Linked DNA regions of Mus musculus: all the other regions are linked to region 1. Evidence: chromatin contacts called from public Micro-C and promoter capture Hi-C data. All regions are on one chromosome and are shown on one strand. Each heading gives the region's core, a stretch centred on a gene start, on an enhancer-like site or on the middle of the called end of the contact. The rest is flanking DNA. Distances are from core to core; before and after follow the strand shown.

Region 1 (3,625 bases), core at 761-3,260:
ATGGCTCAGTGGTTAAGAGCACTGACTGCTTTTCCGAAGGTCCTGAGTTCAAATTCCAGCAACCACGTGGTGGCTCACAACCATCCATAATGAGATCTGACGCCCTCTTCTGGTGCATCTGAAATCTGAAGACAGCTACAGTGTACTTATAATAATAAATAAATTTTTTTTTTTTTTTGGTTTTTCGAGACAGGGTTTCTCTGTATAGCCCTGGCTGTCCTGGAACTCACTTTGTAGACCAGGCTGGCCTCGAACTCAGAAATCTGCCTGCCTCTACCTCCCCAGTGCTGGGATTAAAGGCGTGCGCTACCACACCTGGCTAATAAATAAATCTTGAAAGAAAGAAAGGAAGAAAGAAAGAAAGGAAGAAAGAGAGAGAGAGAAAGCGGAAGTCAGGGCAGGAACTCAAGGTAAGAAGACGAGAGGCTGCTGCTTACTGGCTTGCTCCTGAACGCTTACTCAGCCTGCTTTCTTACACACTCCAGAATCACCAGAGGTGAAACCACCCACAATGGGCAGGCACCCCCTCATCAATCGCTAATTAAGAAAATGCAAGTCTTGCCTTCAGAGTAGTCTGGGGGTGCATTTTCTCAGTTGAGGTCACCTCTTCTTAAATGACTCTAGCATGTGTCAAGTGGACAGAAAACTAGCCATCACAGGGACCTTACATAGATGGTGACATCCTCGATCTAGTTCCAGTCCAGACCTCTAGTATGACTTAACCAGCCACCTGTTGGATGGTCCTACTCTAATGACGGAGAGGGGCAACTGCCCATAACTGGCATTCCATACCAGCTAATCTTCCCTCCTGGATCCACGCTTTCCGTGTCTGTCTGTCTGTCTGTCTGTCTGTCTGTCTGTCTCAGCATCCCACTGCTCCAGGCAGCCATCCTTGATCCCTCACTTCACACACTAGAGCCAAGCTTTGAGTGTGGTTCCTTCCACTGTATTTACAAACCCCCACCTTCCTCCTTTCCTACCACCGCTCCCTTTCTGGTTCCAACATTCCCTGTGCTGGGTACCTGCAGTGCCTCCCCAACTGCTTCCTTAGTCTCTTGGGCCTTGCCCTGTTGTTGCTAGAGTTATGTTCCTAAAAAGTCTATCTGCGGCATTATTTCCTTGTTCAAAACCTTCCCTTTCCAAAACAAAACAAAACAAAACAAAACAAAACAAAACAAAAACTTTACTTTCCCCTCATGGTTTCCTTTGTTTGCTTGTTTAGTTTCTCTGTGTAGCCCTGGCTGTCCTGGAACTCTGTAGCTCAGGCTGGTCTTGAACTCACAGAGCTCCACCTGCCTCTGCCTCCTGAGTGCTGGGATCAAAGGCGGGCATCACCACCAACCAGCCCTTCGGATTCTTTAGCATCATAGTTCACCACACTCTCTAATGCTACACCTCCCCCCCCCCCCCATTCCTTGGAGGATTCTAATCTGGGATGTCTTTGGCCACTACCACTCACGATGGAAGGGTAGGATGAGGTGTCATCAAAAAGCACTCATTACATGGCATCGATCAGGATCAGTCTCATCGTATGAAACTAGCGACTCGGAAGCAGCATCCGCTGGTCACTTGTGTTCTGCCGCCTGAACCCGTGTGTTTTTGTCGACTGTTTTTAGTTATTTAGGTGAGCAAACAAGGTAATGGCAATTTCATAATGTGGCATCATTCTTTGTTCTCATTCGTTCTCCCATCTTAGCTTTCCTTAAATAAATAAAAATCACTATTTGGACCAGGTGCCCTCTTTCTACCCAATTACTTGCTGACTTGTTGGTCTGCTTAAGATCCCTTTGAGAAATATACTGATTCCTTCATTGTACCCGCCTAAGGTGCCCAAAGACTAGATTTCTGGTGATAACTGCTATGTCCACATCTCTCTGTATTACGTATGTATGCATGCATTCATTTATATGCATACATGTGTAGTTACTGTATTTTTAATTGCTTTGTCGTCCTCTAAGCAAAGAAATGAATACCCTTAAGTGGCCACCAGGAGGCGCCAGGAGCAGCGAGAGACCTGCGGTACCTTGGCGGTAGAGGTGGAGATGGATGCAGAGGCGAGGGAAGAACCCAGCTTCCTTTTTTAAGAATCAGTTGTGAGCAAGGGAGCAGAGCTACGTTATTTTAGGGAGACTTTGTCGCACTCCCCCTCCCCCGGGTAGGTAGCGTCTGGGATGTGTGCTCCCAGTTCGTAGTCTCCCATGGAGAGACGCTGGCTGCTGCAGCCGGCAGTAACCCGACCCCGCCGGCGCAGGGACTGAAGAGGCGCCGGGGAGAGCAGCGAGAGGCGAACAAAAGCCCTCGGCAAGGGGGCCGGAGCCCGGACCTGGGGTAAGTGAACCCGCTCGGAGACCTAGCAGCTCCCAGAATGGAGCGGCAGGGTTTACGGCGCTCTAAGAGCCCACTCCCCTGAGATGCGGTGCGGAAACTGGTGAGCATCAGCGGCTGATGTCTGAGTCCACCATACTGGGGTTGATGGTACCTTTAACTACACATTCGGCCTTGGAGATCGGGTGCATCTGGGAGGATTCAGGTGCCTTGTGCATCTTGAGCAAACACCGGGTGGGGGCTGGAGGAAGAGGAAGGCAGAGAGCTCCCAGCAAGCCCCGCTGGAGAGGCTGGAGAAAGAATCCATCACTCCACTCGGAGAAGCCTTTGGAGACTCTTTTCAGCCCTTCCATCTCCCGGGGGCCCTGCGCTCCGGGTCCTTTTGGTAGAGAGAAATCAACCATAAACTTCTTCCTAGGCAACTGGGGCCCTCGCAGCAATGCACTTTGGCATGCACAGGCCCCTTCCCCTTTTGTGTTCTTGCAAAGCTGCATCCCAGCAGCCCGCCTAAGCTACAAACAAATAGCTAATCCTCCGGGGAATCCTCCAGCGCCTCCCTCGCTGGCTGCAGCCTTCCTTGCACTTCAATCTTTGCAGGAAGGGGATGCAGCTAGTGGGCCTCACGCCAATGTGGTCTCCTGAAAGGCCCTGCATTCTAGGTCTGAGGGAGACTGAGGCTGCTGTCTAAGGCCCAGCGTCCCCCCACCGCAACTGCCCAGCCTGAGTTTTTGGGGCATCAGTTTTAGGATTTACGTTCCATCAGGCCCCTGAGCCTAATCTGAAATCGGATTAAGTTGGGAGGGGTAAATATGGCTGAGGAGGGAGGAACAGCTCACAGATCCTCTATGTCCCCCCGCCCCTCTGTCATCTCAGGGACTCCAACAAAGAACGAGGTTCAGCTATGGTGGACCCGGTGCCAGAAGAGGAGAAAGAGGGAGCGGAGCCCGGTGGCTCTGAAGGGGATGAGGCCACAGCGTCCGAGCCCCCCGATGCCCAGGGAGCCCAGCAGCCGGCTGCCTCCTCGGCCTCCGCCTCCGCGGCGGCGCCCCGTAAGGCTGAAGTCCCCTGCGGGGCAGAAGGTGGACGTCGGGAGCAGTCTCCGTTGCTGCACCTCGATCTCTTCAATTTCGCCTGCCCCGAGGCAGAGGGCAGCCGCTACGTCCTGACCAGCCCCCGCTCTCTGGAGGCCTGCGCCCGATGCGCGGTCAAGCCCGTGGAGCTGCTGCCTCGGGCCCTGGCCGACCTGGTGCGCGAGGCCCCGGGCCGCTCCATGCGCGTGGCCACCGGCCTGTACGAGGCC
Region 2 (3,625 bases), core at 595-3,094, 870 kb before region 1:
CTGCCCTTGGTTTACATGTGTAATTCTTAACGTGTGTAAGCTACCTCACACCGTGTCTTCCCAGGCTGGGTTTCACCCTAGTAAAGATGACCTGATAGGGGCATGGCAGCACAGGGGTAGAGCACTTGCCTAAAGATGACCTCAAACATGACAGAATGGGAAGGCGGAGGGAAGCTGGTGCTCAATGCCCAAAGCCAACACAGCAGATCTACATTTCTGAATGGACCATAGTTGTAGTCTTTCAACCTCCAGATGCATCCATCGTCACCCCGCCCCCACCCCCTAACAGGCCATACTTAGTTCAAGCAACTTTCAAGGTTAGAAATGAAGAAATGCCTTTTATTCTAACAGAGAGAGGCTTGACTGTGCCCCAAACCATACACACTAGGTGGGAAAAGTAGAGGGTGGTTGCGTCACTGTAAGGCAGTTGTTTATATCGCTGTTTGCCACATTTCGCAGGAAGTCCTTCGAAAGCCTCAGCGTTTTCCTTTTTTACAGACTTTACATTTTCTATAATGCACACACACACACACACACACACACACACACACACACACACACACACTTAGCCTCATCCCTAAAGCACACCATGGAAGTACACCTTCAGCCCAACAGAAGAGCCTTAGGCAGGAGACTAAGAATTCAGCAGGGCTAAGGACCAACCATGAACTCAGAGCCCTGAGACTGCTGGAGCAAGACCCGGAGAGAAGAAAGTAGCATTTTGGAATCCATTTTACTCAGGACATCCTGAAAAAAAAAAAAAATCCCCTTTGCTACTGGGGCAGGAGAACTTGAGGGAAGGCCTGTTTCCATCTGGTTACTTAAGGGAAGACATAGGTCAACTTTAAAGCCAGTGACACCCGAGTGAGACAGACAGGTGCATGAGCTAGCCTTAGAGCCCATGGCTTGTGCGGTATCTCTGGCTTCTTCTATCTCTTCAGTTTGAACCCAAGTGAGCAGTAGCAGTCGCTGACAGGCCCGCTGGGTCGCCCTCTGTCTGCCCGGTCATTTATAGGCAAGATTCACCATGTTTGCAAGGGAAGAGACTCAAGATGACTATGGCCTTTGGAAGACATCATCTTGAAAGTCACACTTTTTCTCAAGCGCCTCCCTCCCAGATCTCCCCAGAGCACCACTGTCACGGGAGGGAGTCTGCACCGCGGTGTGCCTCAGCGGCGCTCTGGGATCCAGAGAGACTAGGTTGGGAAAGCTGGGGACGGGACGCGTGGCCGGGCGGGGCCCCTGGAGGCCCGGGGAAGGAGAGGAGGGGGTGCGGCGGGGCGCGGCTTACCTGCCAGGCTGTTGTAACAGTCGATCTCAATGGCTTCAACCGTCTTGCTCTGCTCCTCTGAGAGGCGGCTGGATTTGGGAACCCCTGCCGAGGAGGCTGGCCGTGCGTCCCGCTCCTCTTGTGACGGCAGCAATCCCTTCAGCTCCAGCAACGCCCGGTGGTATTTGCCGATGGCTTCGCGGAATTTCTTGTCCTTGTAGCACTGCGCCCCTTGGCTCTTGAACTCGTGTGCGCGCCGGATAAGCTCCGCGGGCTCGGCCGCCGTTCCAGCCTGGCCCCGCTCCGGGGCTCCTCCGCCGCTCGGGACGCACGGCGGCGGCACGGGCCGCGGTCCCTCACCCAGCGCAGGCGGGCTAGGGTTCCCCGAGGATCGGGCCGCCAAGCCCTTCCTCTCCATCCGGCCGCCGCCCGCGCCTAGAGCGCGTCGCGATCCGGGCTTTAAAAGCGCGGAGCGCTGGCTTCGCGCCCCGCAGACTCTGCCGCGGCCGTTACCCTGGGCGCCGCGCGCTTGCCCCGCACTCCCATCCTTTTCGCCAGCCGCCCGAGGCAGCTCCCTCCTCCTGCGATCGCTCCCCTCCCAGCTCCCTCCCCCGTTCCCTCGGCGCCCGCCCTCGTCCCCGCCCTTTTCTGCTCCCGCAACCTGTCCCCGCGGGCTACCGGACCCTGTGCGAGCCTGGCCGTGGTGCAGGGGACAACGGGCCCGACTGGGGTGGTGGTGATTGTCGCTGACCCGGAAGAAGCTGGGCTTGCTCAAAGGAGGGGAAGATTAGCGACAAAGAGGGCCCCCTGGTTCCCATTCATCCAGCCTTCCGAGGCGCGCCGTGGCCAAAAGAAGCTATGGGGGAGGGGTGTGTGTGTATGGGAAGGACTGGGAGGGGGGGGGGTCACCTCAATAGCTTTCTTTAGGACTAAAGAGAAAGGTGCGCCAGGGAGCAAGGAAAATAAGCAGGTGCCACTGCTTGTTTTGTTTGCAGTAAGACATTACTATTTTAGGTGGCAGAGCCTCGCTTTTGTGGATCCAGGTTGTCGCTGAGGTGTGTCTCCCGGGCGCCCAGGACACCGGGTGCACGTCTGCGTGCCTGGCGTTGTATTCCGGGAGACTGTGTGTGCTTACGCTATGTGCGTGCGCAGCTATGCAGAATGAATCACAGAAGCGGAGATGGAAACACCTGTTACTGTTGGTCATCAGGCTTGGCGGGCACAGGGTTCCAGTTTCCATTACTGGACAGTTACGCACCCTTCCTGGGGAGGCTCCTTCTTTCTTTCCCTCTGTCAGTGAGAGTGTCAGCTGTATGCAGGAGATTGGCTGAGCCACACACAGGCAGATGAAAATAGGCAAGTTACAGCCCCCCCCCCCCCACCACACACACACCAAAAGAACCCAGTTTACTGCTGGAAGATACAATTCCCACTAGCAATCACAGAAAGCGCTGTGGAGCCCTGGGAATTCCTTACAGGGTAATAACATTTGAAGACCCCCCAAAGGATGGGCACAGGGAAGGAGTAAAATACCAGACAAAGCAAGAAAGCTCTCAGAGCTGTAATGTTGGACACCTCAGACATATTTAAGGCCTAAAGGTTTGACTTTATGGCTTTCCAAGTGAGAGGGATGCCAGGGGTTTCTGAATAAAGCATTTGGATTTGGGTTTATAGGCAATGAAGAGGATAGATACATTTTTAGTGATATTAAGGGAACGAAAAGATGCTCTTAATGTGATTTTCAAAGGGTGTTTCCCAGATCCGCAGCATCAACATCTTCTGGAAATTATTATATGCAAGCTCTAAGGACATAGTCCAGATTGTCTAAAACAGGACCCTAGCCTTGGATCCAGCAATCGGTGCTTCTGTAGCTCCAAGAGGAGCTCAGAGACAGTGCTGTGAAAACTTCCTACTCAGGTTTTGGACCAGCAGAATGAGCATCACTGATGAGCCTGCAAGAAGTGCTCCGGGTGCAAGACTGCCAGCCCACTGACCCAGAAGTTGCACTTTAACAAGATTGACATAATATGGCCACACCCGCTGTTCTGCACTAGAAGTTTAGGAAAGTATAAAAAACTGTTAACAAAAGCCTCAGCGTATACATAGGGGTACCCGGAGACTCTTACTCAAAGTTTTGTATTTCTGCTTAACAAATGTAAGCGGTATGGGTCAATGTTTAAAATTTGTTTCCTTCTTTTTAAACTTTCACGTTTCATGGAATTAAATATTCTTTTAGTGCTTCCCTCTTGCAGTTCTGGGGATTGAACCTGGGGATTCATGCAAGCAAGTGCTCCACAGCTGAGCTGGGCCCCCATGCCTTATTCTCATGGCTATATAATAGTCTATTGTAGGTAT
Region 3 (3,625 bases), core at 727-3,226, 570 kb before region 1:
GGGTGGAGGATCCCCCCCCCACCACCAAAATTTTATATAGCATTGTATCATTGACTGTGGTTTATTTCCCCAATTTTGTTGAAAAAAATTTAAGTGATTTCAATTTTTCACTGTTCTGAGTACCACTACACACATCCTCACACGCATCTCTTCATTTACATCCCCAGTCACTGCCATATTCCAGGAAAATCACTGAGTCACAACAGCTCTCACTTTTATAAAAGATCTGAGGTATCTCTAAAAGTTACCTACCCCAGTTTGCACACATCCGTCCCTCTCATCTTGACTGAAGCCCATTTAGACTCTGTCCTGCTGTTCCATGCAGACAAGCACAAGGCCAATCCTGCTGCCTGATGGGTATGAAACCTTCACATGCCTTGAAGTCATTGAAATCCTACAATGCCAGAATCTGAGCTCTTAAAATCACCAAGATTCAAGGCCCATAAATTATCTGAAACCGCTCCTAGCAGTCCACAAGGAGCCCAAATTCAGGATAGGATCACCTTCTGACTTACTAAAGGAACACTGCACTGAGGGTCCCCACCCAAAGAGTATATTTCCTTCCAAGTTCGGGTGCTTTCTACCTCTTGCAGGTACAAGCTCTTTGGACCAAACCTTGTTAAAGAGGTCCTTCTCCCTGGTTGGTGTCAGGGAGCTGGAGGGTTGTACATGCTTTGTGGTATCACACTTTGCTGCTTGTCAGTAGGACTCTACTTGGTCTCCTCCTTTCCCATCCTTGACTCTGCTGCATGTCCTCTTAGGACAGCTGTTTAACTTCTAGACAACAAAGGTCAACCGAAAAGTGGAAGAGTAATTGTGTATATTTCATAGCCTTCTGTGAGGATGGTATCAAACAATGCAACCAAATTCACTGGCACTAACTCTGCTCAGGAGATAGGATACTGTCTGATTCCTCTTATGCTTGGCTTCAGACAGCAGAAGCAGTTTCTGTCCCATCTACACTGGGGTCTATGCAAAAGGCCAGCCTCCACTCTCATTTCACAGCTGCCTGATGACACCAATATGCTGAGGACACGCAATCCCATCCTTAGGCATGTCTGCCCACTCCTCCTGCCACCAGGACCACGCGTGACAAATATAGCAGAAATTACAGGCATCTGATTTAAGGCTGTGTGTGCACTACTCTCGAGCCAAGCCCCAAACCCTAGTTCTGATGCTGCATCAAAGGACCATCTCTGCCTTGGTCTCCAGGCCCAGAGTAAGCAGCAATTTGAAAGGCAGCCCCCTTTTATTTTTAGCTTTAAAAATCACCAAAGCCAACATAGCAGTGCTCACCCAAGCGTCTCTCACAAAGCTCTTGCTTGACTTGGGTTGAGAAAATGACAGGGTGAGTTCTGCACCAAGAAAGGGGGGGGGGGAATAAATGGGAGAGAAAAAGGAGTCGTCGTTGTCCCCCCCCCCCCACACACACACACACATTGCCAACCTCCATCCCCCTCGAGTCTTCCCCTAGGCCTGGGTGGACCTTGCCTGGGTAATCATTCCCTGCTATATTTAAAAACCACAATGTGTTTGGAGGGAACTTAATTTCGGGACTGCGGGCGGTGGCGTCTCCCGAGGACAAGAGGAAAGCCTGTGCCGAGCTTCTTGCCTGCTGCCGGGACTTCAGGACTACCAACTCCCGGGAATCCAGGTCAGGACTCCTTGCAGCTGCAGCCAGCTCCAATGCTCTAAGCTCCAGGCTCAACGGTTGGGTTGGTGGCTTCTTGGTAGGGCTTGCATCTGCATTCAATCTCCTGGGACTCTGCATGCTAGGTCCGTGCTTGGTGTCCCAGGCCCGCTGAGAAGCGCTGTGGAAAACTCCCCTCCGCTCCCGAGGCTAAATATGCGCGGCTTGTCATTCGGTGTAGCTGTCTCCCAGCTGATAGGGTGACGTCGAGTTTGGAGGCTTGGAGATTGGCTTTTTGATTTGGCTCCTTGCGGAGGCTTAATGGGCAAAGCTCTAGGCTCACCCAGAAACCAGCCCCTACGCTCGTCCCCTCTGAGCGCGGCGAGGCCGAGACGTCTCCGGTGGTGACAGTGGGCAAGGCTGAGCCGCGCGCTCCCAGCCCGGGGAAAGCCCGGGCGTCGCGGCAGCCAGCCCCCGCCGGGGTCCCTCCGAGCCGCCAGGGCGCGCCGCGCTGCTCTCCGTCCCACCCCTCCCATAGGGATCCCCAGGCGACCGCGGCCGGGACTCCGGGCCTTGCTTGGGCCACTCGGGCAGTCTCTGCTCCTTGGCTGGACGCCGCCGAGGGTCTGTACAACGCTCCCTGCGCCCTGGCCCCAGCGATCCTGCTCCAGATGCGCTGCCTGGTAGCCCCCTGACAGCTGCTAGCCCACAGCTCCGGGCGGCAGCCGCGGCGGACTGCCATGCCCTGGACGCCGCTGCAGCCGGCCCGCAGCCCGCGGGGGCGATGAGCCGCTGCGGCCCGTGAGGAGCTGGGCGGCGCGGGCATCGTGCACCTTCCTAGCCCGCCTCACTTGCCCATCGAGCTCTGGAGGCTGAGGGGAATCGGTGAGTAATGGGATGAGCCCACAATCCCCAAGCTCTGGAGGACCGCAGAGGCAGGGGACGCCTGCCAAGATCCCAAGCCTGATATTCTCCCGAGAGAGGGTCCCTGGTGAAGAATCATGATAAGTTATTTCTCAAGATCATTCGTATGCGCTGCCTTGCGGCGGGTTTAGTGCCAGAAAAGTGGGGGAGGGTGCCCGGGAAATATGTTGTATATGCGGTGTAGTGGGGGAAAATCTGGGAGGGTGTCTAAGCTAGAGTGCTGGGGGTGCTGCTAGAGATGCCTGTGAGCCATAGTACTGGAAACGTGTGTACAGTCCTGTTTTGGGTTTGATGACTTAGTGGCGGGGTAGCTCAATGAGGAAGCTTCATGGCGGTGCGTGTGTGTGTGTGTGTGTGTGTGTGTGTGTGTGTGTGTGTGTGTCGCGGGTGTCAGGGCGTGTGAGTTCTTGGAGCTGAGTGGCTAGGAGGGGGACCGCGTTATTCCCTAGGCGGACGCGCGCATGCGCGTGACACACACACACACACACACACACACACACACACGAACTCATGCGCGCACACGCATGCACGTACCCCAATCTCGGGACTCCATTGCTGCCTGCCCATAACTGCAGTCCCATTGTATCCCCTTCCCTCCAATCCCAGAGGGCTCTCCAGCCAAGAGCTACCTGGTGATCTGAGAAATCCAGGGCTGCCTGGAGAGCTGTGAAAAGTATATAACTAAGGTCCCCTCCTTTCTTCAACTCTCTCTCTCTCTCTCTCTCTCTCTCTCTCTCTCTCTCTCTCTCTCTCTCTCTCTCAGGCAGGAGCCCTCTTTTAAAGGCCAGGCTGCTTCTGCAAGCCCTGGCTGACCTGCCCTGAGGACCTGAGCCACACTGGGTCAGAGGATAAATAGGATTTGCTAGAGGGGTTTCAGGGAGGGAGGTAGTTTTTCTTTTTCATTCGTTGTGTTTTATTTTTAAAGGGGAAGGGGAGGGGATAGAACAAATGCCTTTAATGCAGTGCTGTAAATTTCCTCACTCACTGCTTGCCTCCTACCCTCTCCCTCTCTTTCTCTTTCTCTTTTGGCAATTAACAAACAAGCATCTGAATGTTTGGTGCTAAGGTTTC

Evidence for each region. Promoter capture Hi-C pulls out the DNA fragments that hold promoters and counts their contacts. Hi-C and Micro-C count contacts between places; a contact is called where the count stands out from the background.
Region 2: a contact with region 1 is called in a promoter capture Hi-C map of hippocampal neurons, with 4 times the contacts expected there. The contact joins the promoter of Ttc9 here to the promoter of Ccdc177 in region 1. A contact is called at or near these places in 2 of 39 promoter capture datasets (embryonic stem cells and hippocampal neurons) and 1 of 484 Hi-C or Micro-C datasets (embryonic stem cells).
Region 3: a Micro-C map of embryonic stem cells shows a contact between it and region 1, with 4 times the contacts expected there. The contact joins the promoter of Slc8a3 here to the promoter of Ccdc177 in region 1.

Annotation. Positions count from the first base shown.
Region 1 is chr12:80,759,100-80,762,724 of GRCm38.p6, reverse strand. Ccdc177 (coiled-coil domain containing 177) reads left to right here and starts at 2,010. Exons shown (of 2, transcript NM_001008423.2): 1 at 2,010-2,328; 2 at 3,199-3,625. The coding sequence starts at 3,227.
Region 2 is chr12:81,629,468-81,633,092 of GRCm38.p6, reverse strand. Ttc9 (tetratricopeptide repeat domain 9) reads right to left here and starts at 1,844. Exons shown (of 3, transcript NM_001033149.3): 1 at 1,292-1,844. The coding sequence starts at 1,688.
Region 3 is chr12:81,331,531-81,335,155 of GRCm38.p6, reverse strand. It overlaps Slc8a3 (solute carrier family 8 (sodium/calcium exchanger), member 3), which reads left to right and starts at 1,976. Exons shown (of 7, transcript NM_001167920.1): 1 at 1,976-2,515.